Regions from separate parts of the Pan troglodytes genome. Here region 1 is linked to region 2. Evidence: chromatin contacts called from public Hi-C data. All regions are on one chromosome and are shown on one strand. The core of a region is the stretch at or near the end of the contact, and the rest is flanking DNA. Distances in the headings are between cores, read along the strand shown. Region 1 overlaps XXYLT1 (xyloside xylosyltransferase 1). Region 2 overlaps XXYLT1 (xyloside xylosyltransferase 1).

The links. A called contact is a pair of places that touch in the nucleus more often than the background predicts.
Region 1: a contact with region 2 is called in a Hi-C map of stem cell-derived neural progenitor cells, with 5 times the contacts expected there. The contact joins two enhancer-like sites. A contact is called at or near these places in 2 of 7 Hi-C or Micro-C datasets (induced pluripotent stem cells and stem cell-derived neural progenitor cells).

What each region holds. Positions count from the first base shown.
Region 1 is chr2:198,444,969-198,449,354 of NHGRI_mPanTro3-v2.0_pri, reverse strand. The region is part of intron 1 of XXYLT1 (xyloside xylosyltransferase 1); the gene reads left to right. Among named protein-coding and RNA genes, the nearest start is that of XXYLT1, 11 kb to the left of the region's middle. Within about 2 kb of position 2,239, at least 14 of the 24 cell types and tissues checked have an H3K27ac peak or open chromatin away from gene starts, as enhancers often do. A contact at or near this core is called in stem cell-derived neural progenitor cells, where this site is marked.
Region 2 is chr2:198,293,828-198,298,380 of NHGRI_mPanTro3-v2.0_pri, reverse strand. The region is part of intron 3 of XXYLT1 (xyloside xylosyltransferase 1); the gene reads left to right. Among named protein-coding and RNA genes, the nearest start is that of XXYLT1, 160 kb to the left of the region's middle. Within about 2 kb of position 2,235, at least 7 of the 24 cell types and tissues checked have an H3K27ac peak or open chromatin away from gene starts, as enhancers often do. A contact at or near this core is called in stem cell-derived neural progenitor cells, where this site is marked.

The sequences.
Region 1 (4,386 bases), core at 990-3,489, 150 kb before region 2:
CCATTAGCATCACCCTCCGTCCTCCTGTCTCCCCCGTCCCTAGAGACTACAAATCAGCTTGCTCTCTGTATAAATGTGTCTCTTCTGAGTATTCACTACAAGTGGGCTCAGCTAATATGTGGTCTTTTGTGTCTGGCTTCTTTTAGCCTAGTGTTTTTAGGGTTCATGTTGTAGCATGCATTAATGCTTCACCCTTTTTTATGGTTGGATACTATTCCATCATATGGATAAACCACATCATCCATTCATCAGTTGATGGACATTTGGGTTGTTTCCGCTTTGAGGCTATTATGAATAATGCTGCTGTGAACACTTACTTAGAAGTTTTTGTGTGGACATATGTTTTCACATCACTGGGGTATAACCTAGCAGTGGAATGGTTAACTCTGTTTAACCTTTTGAGGAACTGCCAAACTCAGTAGCTATACCATTTTACATTCCCACCAGCAGTGTATGGAGGTCCTGATTTCTCCACATCCTCACCAGCACTTGTAATCATCCATCTTTTCAATTACAGCTATTCTAGTGGGTGTGAAGTGATATCTCATTTTAGTTTTGGTCTGCATTTCGCTAATGACAAATAATGAGACGATTACATGTTGCTAAGGACAATTACATACATGTATTTGGTATTTTTAAAATATATTTACCAAAATGCATTTTATTTAAAAAAAACCCAAAAAACAGTTACCTTGACTTTCCCCTCCTTACCCTGTAAGGTGTTACATCATCGCTAGAAATGGGCATATTCCGAGGACATGGTTTGGAAATTTCTGACGTGTACACTGATGTGCCTGAAGTCAGCAAGGGGATGTTTACCAGTATGAAGTCTTGATGAGGAGAATAATAGTAGCAACATTTGTTCCCCTCCCCTCCCCTTTTTCTTTTCTTTTCTTTAATTTTCTTTTTCTTTTCTTTTTAAGATGGAGTCTTGCTGTGTGTCCCCCAGGCCAGAGTGCAGTGGTGTGATCTCAGCTTACTGCAACCTCCATGTCCCATGTCCCGGGTTCAAGGGATTCTCCTGCCTCAGCTCCCGAGTAGCTGGGATTACACAGGCGTGCGCCACCGTGCCCGGCTAATTCTTGTATTTTTAGTAGAGACAGGGTTTCACCATGTTGGCCAGGCTGGGCTCGAACTCCTGACCTCAGGTGATCCGCCCGCCTCCGCCTCCCAAAATGCTGGGATTACAGGCGTGAGCCACCGCGCCCGGCCTGTTCAGGCCTTTAGAATGTATAAAAGTGCAGACGCCTCACTTGAGCATGGCTGAGGCTGGGGAAAGAGGTGTGGCATCCCTGAGGCTGAGAGCAGGTGGCTTACGGAGCTCCCAGAGCAGCAGGAGGCACTTCAGGACCCCGCTAGCAGCTCTGCCAAGGGGCTGTGGGTGTGGGGATGAGGGCAGGGCTGTAGCCCACCTCACAATCTGTCATCCGCCTGCCGATGACACCCCCAATAAATCCATTCAATATGAACCAAAACTGCGCTTTCTGGGAGTGCAGCTTCCCTCTCATCTGCTTCAGGGAGCGCTGCAGGTTCACCAAACATCGGAACAGGAAGGAAGCTCTGGGCGCAGTGTCCCCCGTCCAGCTGATACCCTGGGCCAGAAAGGGGCAGTGACTGAGTGCCACAGCGAGCTGCCTTTAGAAGCGGCCCAGGCACCTCCTCTGCTGTTTGAGGGAGGTGTTAGCAGCAGCCCCGTCTTTTTCGGAAGGGTCGGTTGAGAGGCAGCCCACCCTAACACCCACAGTGAAGGTGGCAGGGCCTGTCGTCTTCACCTATCCTAGGGGGCTCCGCCTCCCTGTCTCCTCCTGGATGTGCCTCGCCCGGGACGGGAGGATGCAGTCCGACCTCCGGGAGGCAGAATCCGCGCGGTGTCCGGGGCTGGAGCCCCGTGCCCGAGGCTGCCCAGGGGGGTCAGTGTTGCGGGAGCTGGATGGGGGCTCCGGTGCAGGCACAGGTTTTGTCCTGTGCTCCGGGATGTGCGCTGGAGGCTCCGCGGCTGCGGTCAGCAGGGGGCCCCCCGTCTGGAGAGGAGGGGCCGCGGGCGTCGGGCGTTGGGCGGGGCTGGCCCCTCCTCCGCGGCGCGGTCCCTCCCCCGCCCGGGGCCGACACACGGGCCGAGTGCAGTGCCCCGCGCGGCCGCTTGGGGGCGCCGCTGCACCGCGTCTGCGCGCCCGACCCCCGGCCTGCGAGGTGCGCACGGCTGCAGCCCCCAAGCCTGAGGCTCCCGCGGGGTGTTTTTTTTCCTCCTCTAGCCCCGCCCGCCCTTGTTGTTTCGAAAGCACTGAACTGAAAGGCAGTCGGCGGGGCTGCGGCGGGCGGTCATTTCCTTCCTGGGCCGCTGGTAAACCGGCTTTGATGAGCCCTTTGTACAAGGCGGGGCCGAGCCGCTGGGACGGGCGATGCGGCAGCACGGTCGGAGGGAGGCTGCGTGGGGAGGCCCGTCGCTCCTGCCTGGTCCTCCCCGGGGCCCCAGCCACATCCTTTCCAGTCCGCCTGGTCCCCGTCACGCCCGGCGGGCCGCCGCAGCCAGTGTGGGAAACGTGTCTGTTGGAGCCGCGTGGTGGGGGTGGCCCCTCGGTATCCTGGCGCTGGTGGGGAATTTGGCAAAAGACCCGAGGCTGCCAGAGGCCGGCTCCGGGGGGCGCCCTGGTGCTGGGTCTGTCCCTGGCGCTGGCCTGGAGCCCGGCGTCCTTAATTGCGGGAGGGACTCGGATGCCACCTTACAGGCCTGTCCCACGCGACTGTCCTCGCGGTGAGATGAGGGCTTCCCAGGCCTGTACCTGGGGCGGGAGGCCTCTCCCTGGGAGGAGGAGCCCGGCTGCCTGCTTGCTGGAAGGGCCGCCTGGCAGGGCCCGAAGGCCTCCCTGCTGCCCTTCCTCACACCCTTCCCATCCAGGGCTCTTATCTTTCGCCCTGGGACCACTCACACCGTCGTGTGGGTTGTGGAAGACAAGTCAAGATGGCCAGGGCAACTTCATGTCCCATGCCTTACCCGCAAGCCACAGGGACCTTGACTTCACGGCTCTGACTCTGAGAGGCCACTCTAACTACTTGCCTGTTCTGAGCATGGAGCCAGGCCTCATCAGCTGACAGAAAGCCTGCTGTTAAGTTACTGTGTTTTAAATTAAGGCCATTTGTTTTATTTATTAGGGCGATGACTGTTAAGCAGCCCCGATTAAGCCATCCTCTGCTAGTGGGACTAGTCTCCCAGAGGCTGGCCCCTGCGGCCCTGCTCAGGCAGGCCTGGGGATGGCACAGGTGTGCTGCTCAGATAACAGATGAAATGAGACAGCTCACAGCCTGGCACATGGCAGGTGCTTGGTCAACGGTGGCTGCTAATAATGGTACCGGAATAGGTGTGTTGGGAACGGACACCCTGCTGTTATCACTCTAGAAAGCACATACCTGTTTATTCACCATGCTGATACCGTTGATTCAGTTGGAGGGCAGTGCAGCTAGCTTGCAAAACAGCTTTCTGCCCAGGTTTATTTCCGGTGTCCCCGTGTTCTTGCAAGTCTTCAATTCTCCAAACTACGGTGTTTTTTTCTTCTCTGACACTCCTCCCTCCCCTACCTCTTGGCAATATATTGTTTGCCTCTCTCTGAAAGCACAGGACACCTTAGCCTTATTTGATGTTCAGGGGCATCCACACTTTCTCTTTCCTGCTGGAAGGAAGAGGCTCATCTTCATCACATCCCTTCCCCAGGGGCCCTAGCCCTACCTGGCCCTGGACAGAGGCTCTGCAGTGCTAGCCGGCCTGTGCTCTGGAGTGGGAGCTGCGGCTTGTCAGGATGACGAAGCCTTTGTAGTCTTGTGTAGATGACAGAATCGCCTCTATGAACGTTCCTTAGTTTCTCGAAGGTTCCAATCCAAATTTGTTTATAGTAAATGGTGCACAATTACACAATTTCTGGTGAAATTTTGATGTTTTGTTTCCCTCTTACTGGTTTTTGATTTGTTTTCTTGGTCTGATTGCACACACTAACTGTTTATAGTCATTTTTGGGCATCAGCCAAGTGTAAGCTGTAAATGACTTAAAAAGGCCGGGCCTCTGGGGAGACGCTCATGGATCCACATAGCCCCACATACTCCCAGAGCCTGCTCCTATGCCTGGATGCCACGCTGTCCCCCTGAGTGGGGTCTCTGGCCTCACCCTCTGTGGCTGTTGCCTCACTGAAGGCTGTGAGGTGGCCCTGCTTTTGCCAGAGCATCACAGCAGCCCAGGATGTGACCTCTGTGTGACCACTCAGGTGGCCAGGCTCCCTGAGTCCTGGTCAGCGTGGGATTCTGCAGGGGCTTCATAGGCTCAGCAGGTGGATTTGTCAGTCTGAAAAACCTGCACAAGATCAGGCATAGTGCAGGCTTTGCTTAGGGCACCCTTGGCCT
Region 2 (4,553 bases), core at 986-3,485:
CCCTCCTCCTCCCCCTCCTCCCCCTCCTCCCCCTCCTCCCCCCTCCTCCCCCCTCCTCCTCCCCCTCCTCCCCCCCTCCCCCTCCTCCTCCCCCTCCTCCCCCTCCTCCCCCCCTCCTCCCCCTCCTCCCCCCCTCCTCCTCCCCCTCCTCCCCCCCTCCTCCTCCCCCTCCTCCCCCCCTCCTCCCCCCTCCTCCTCCCCCTCCTCCCCCCTCCTCCCCCCTCCTCCTCCCCCTCCTCCTCCTCCCCCCCTCCTCCCCCTCCCCCCTCCTCCCCCTCCTCCCCCTCCTCCCCCTCCTCCCCCTCCTCCTCCCCCTCCTCCTCCCCCTCCTCCTCCCCCTCCTGCTCCTCCCCCCCTCCCCCTCCTCCCCCTCCTCCCCCTCCCCCTCCTCCCCCTCCTCCCCCTCCCCCTCCTCCCCCTCCTCCCCCTCCTCCCCCTCCTCCTCCCCCTTCTCCCCCTCCTCCTCCCCCTCCTCCTCCCCCTCCTCCCCCCCTCCTCCTCCCCCTCCTCCCCCTCCTCCCCCCCTCCTCCTCCCCCTCCTCCCCCCTCCTCCCCCCTCCTCCCCCCTCCTCCTCCCCCTCCTCCTCCTCCTCCTCCCCCCCTCCTCCCCCTCCCCCCTCCTCCCCCCTCCTCCCCCTCCTCCCCCTCCTCCTCCCCCTCCTCCCCCTCCTGCTCCTCCCCCCTCCCCCTCCTCCCCCTCCTCCCCCTCCCCCTCCTCCCCCTCCTCCCCCTCCTCCCCCTCCCCCTCCTCCCCCTCCCCCTCCTCCCCCTCCCCCTCCTCCCCCTCCCCCTCCTCCCCCTCCTCCCCCTCCTCCTCCCCCTCCTCCCCCTCCTCCTCCCCCTCCTCCTCCCCCTCCTCCTCCCCCTCCTCCCCTCCTCCTCCTCCTCCCCCTCCTCCTCCCCCTCCTGCTCCTCCTCCTCCCCCTCCTCCCCTCCTCCTCCTCCTCCCCCTCCTCCCCCTCCTCCTCCCCCTCCTGCTCCTCCTCCTCCCCCTCCTCCCCTCCTCCTCCTCCCCCTCCTCCTCCTCCCCCTCCTGCCCCTCCTCCTCCTCCCCCTCCTGCCCCTCCTCCTCCTCCCCCTCCTGCCCCTCCTCCTCCTCCCCCTCCTGCCCCTCCTCCTCCCCCTCCTCCTCTCTCCCCTCCTCCTCTCCCCTTTTTCCTCCTCCTCCTCCCCTTCCTCCTCCTTCCCCTTCCTCCTTCCTCCTTCCTCCTCCTTTTTCCTCCTCCTCCTTCTTCCTTTTTTTTTTTTTTTTTGAGACGGAGTTTCGCTCTTGTTGCCCAGGCTGGAGTGCAGTGGCATGATCTTGGCTTACTGCAAGCTCCACCTCCTGGGTTCAAGCGATTCTCCTCCCTCAGCCTCCTGAGTAGCTGGGATTACAGGCGCCCGCCACCATGCCCGGCTAATTTTTGTATTTTTAGTAGAGGCGAGGTTTCGCCATCTTGGTCAGGCTGGTCTCGAACTCCCGACCTCAGGTGATCCACCCGCCTCGGCCTCCAAAAGTGCTGGGATTCCAGGCGTGAGCCACCGCACCCGGCCACGTCTCTTCTTTTTGAAGGGCGTCTGGACTCAGCTTTTCGTCTTGCTGAAGTGAAGCTGTAAATGTGAAGCTGTAAATGAAAGTCGTTCTGGGCAAAACAAAACGAGAGCTCTCCATTCCACCAGGCAAAGGGCAGGTGCCTGTGTGTGTCTGGGATTTATTTTTATTTTCTAATCCCGTTGCCAACAGAAAAAGATTCTGTGGAGCCTCTGATTGTACTACCATCCGGGAGCCGTTTATCTGTCGTCTGTGGGATGCTTGGCCCGATGTCCAGGGCTCCAAGTGTCTACTCTCCTCCCCCGTCACCCCCACCTCTAGGGGGTGTTTTGGAGAATTTGGCCTTGGCCTGGGAGGGTAAGTGCCCAGGGTTCCTTTCTGTCTCAGGGTCTTAGGACGGAAGCCAGACAGCTTGATGGTCCTGAGGCAGGCAGAGGTGGCAGCTGAAGACAGTGGTGAAAGAAGTGTGGAAGAGGACTTGGCTCCTGACGACCTGATGGGTGGCCAGCCCCCCACCCCAGCTTCTTTGCTGGGGGCGCCCCAGGCCCCTCCCGCTCTGCGGCCCTCCCTGCCGCGGCGTGCCTGCAGTTCCGCGCCTCGCCAGCAGGGGTCTCGCCTGTGTCGCGGCCGGATCTGCACGCGGGTCTGAGAACTCAGGGCCCTCCCACCGCAGCCCAGAATCACCGAGCCCTGGAAGGTTCCAGCGAGCCCGGCGTAGACACCGCCTTGAGGCCCGGGAGAAGGCAAGGGGCAAGTCCAGTGAGACAGGGTGTGTGCGGGGCCGTGCTGGGGCCAGAACCTTTCAGGGGGTTGGGGGTGAGGGTTAGGTGGGAGTGCGGAGCAAGAGCATCTCTCCATCAAAAACACAACAAGAGCATCTCTCCATCAAAAACGACACAGCGCAGCAAGAGCGCCTCTCCGTCGAGAACACTAGTGAATGACAGAATGGCAGTGTATTGGGCTTCCACAAAGAGGTTTTATTGTTTTTTTCAGAGTGATCATAGAAAGTAACTTTATCGATTGGTAACTTTATTATTCATAACAAATTGGGCACTTTAGCATAAAGAGACCACGTTTAATTTAAAGTATTCTTTTTCCATAAGAAGCAATACCTATGGTGTTCAAGTCAATAGTTAAATGCTACGCGTCGGTGAAATGCTGCCGAAATTAATCAGAAGTAAATAATACAGGAAAGGGGAAGGCTTTAGGCTTACTAAGAAGTGATGATATGAGAGTAAGGGAAGGTGGGGAATAAGAAGTATGCCATGGAATGCTGGTGACAGCTGGAAACGTCACCAGGAAAGGAGAGAGGGAAGCGCAGGGAGGCCGGGAATAATACCATGGTTTCCTCACAGTTTCACCGACAGTGGGAAAATGACCCGGGGGGCTCTGCCACGGTGTAGATCTGGCTCAGGGATCCCTTGGCCCCCGCTGATAGTTGAAACAGGTCTCCAAATCACTGCTCGGTGGCCCCGTGAGTGGACGCGGAGGCGCAGACTTGGCTGCAGCATTCAGGGATGGACTCTGTTGTTAAACGACAATTTCCTGTTATGTCATTTTCTCCACCATCTGACACACTTTCAACACTCACATACCTTTGAACAGAAGTTTAAATAAAAGTCTGTTGACTTTGCACTTGAGTCCTGCTGTGGACTTCACGTGGCCCTTTGCCTTTGGGCGTAAGTCAGACGAGATGATGATACGGTGTGTAGATATGTCTGTTTCTCTTAAACTTTGGTGAATATCCTGGGGACAGCTGTACTCTCCAGTCACAGGATCAAAGCTTACTGCATCTTCCCGAAGAGTCAGTTTTACTCAAAGATTTAGTAGAGGGAAAATTCATCTGTTAAAACATATGCTTATATATTATAGAGTTTTAATTTTTCATAAACCATTTAGATAAGACACACTTTCACACACTTGGTTGTGTCCCAGGTCCCCTTGACATTCACCTCTTTCCTATCCATGGGGTCAGCATATTTTGTGGTTTTATCATTCGATCATTCTTGTGATAGTATTTGACCGTTATGAACTGGAGGTGTGAAACACTAGTGAGCAGTTGGTTATATGGATGAAATACAAACCAGCCAGTGGTTTCCAAATGTGGCGCAGCCACACTGCTATCCCCAGGGCACCTCAAAAGACAGGCTCTCAGGCCTTGTCCCAGGCATCCCAATACTCTTGGTCTCCAAAGCTGCGTTTTGACCATGTACCCAAAGTGATTCTGGCTTGTAGCTAGACTTGCGAATCAAAGAACCAAATGGTTTATTCTAACTGTAGACACTGGGAAAGGGACTGCAAACTGATATTCCACAGACCAGACAGAAGAGGGTTTTTGGTGTGGGGTTTTTTTTGTTTGTTTTTGTTTTTGCCTGTAGCATTTTGTTGTTGTTGTTACTTTGTATTAGTTGCCAACATTTAAAATCAAGGTATTCCGTAGCTTTCCTTTAAAACTCAGAAGTCAGGATGATACTAGGCCTGCCTTTTCTCCAGAACCCCTGGCCTCAGCTGAACAGCAGCAGCCTCTCTCAGGTGGTCGTGCCACGCTCTCTGGATCTCCCGGGTCCCCGCCTCGTCCCCACTGCCTTGCTCTCTGGGAGCTTGAGGTTGTGATCCCCTGCTCAGTGAACACATGGTCGTGTGAGCAGCTGAATCTCACATACCCTTTCCCAGCAGGCAGCATGAGTCCACTGCTGCCCCACCCCCTCCCCGCAAGGGAACTGCTCACCTGGGCACTGCTGCCTGGGAAGTGAAGTATTGTAGAAAGAAGAACTTAAGCTGAGGAATGATTGGGACTCAGAACCATCTCCTCTGCTTGGTACTTCTTGTCTTTGAACCACTTCTTCATACTTCTGTTTCTGTTCCTAGAGCCTTGTTTTCCTCTCATGGCACCTGCCCTCTCATAAAATACACACACACACACACACACACACACACGGAGCCCTCATCACCGTCATCACCGTCACAGTGGGTGTGTGCTCCCAAAGGGCCTCTGCTCATCAGTAGATTTCATGGGCCC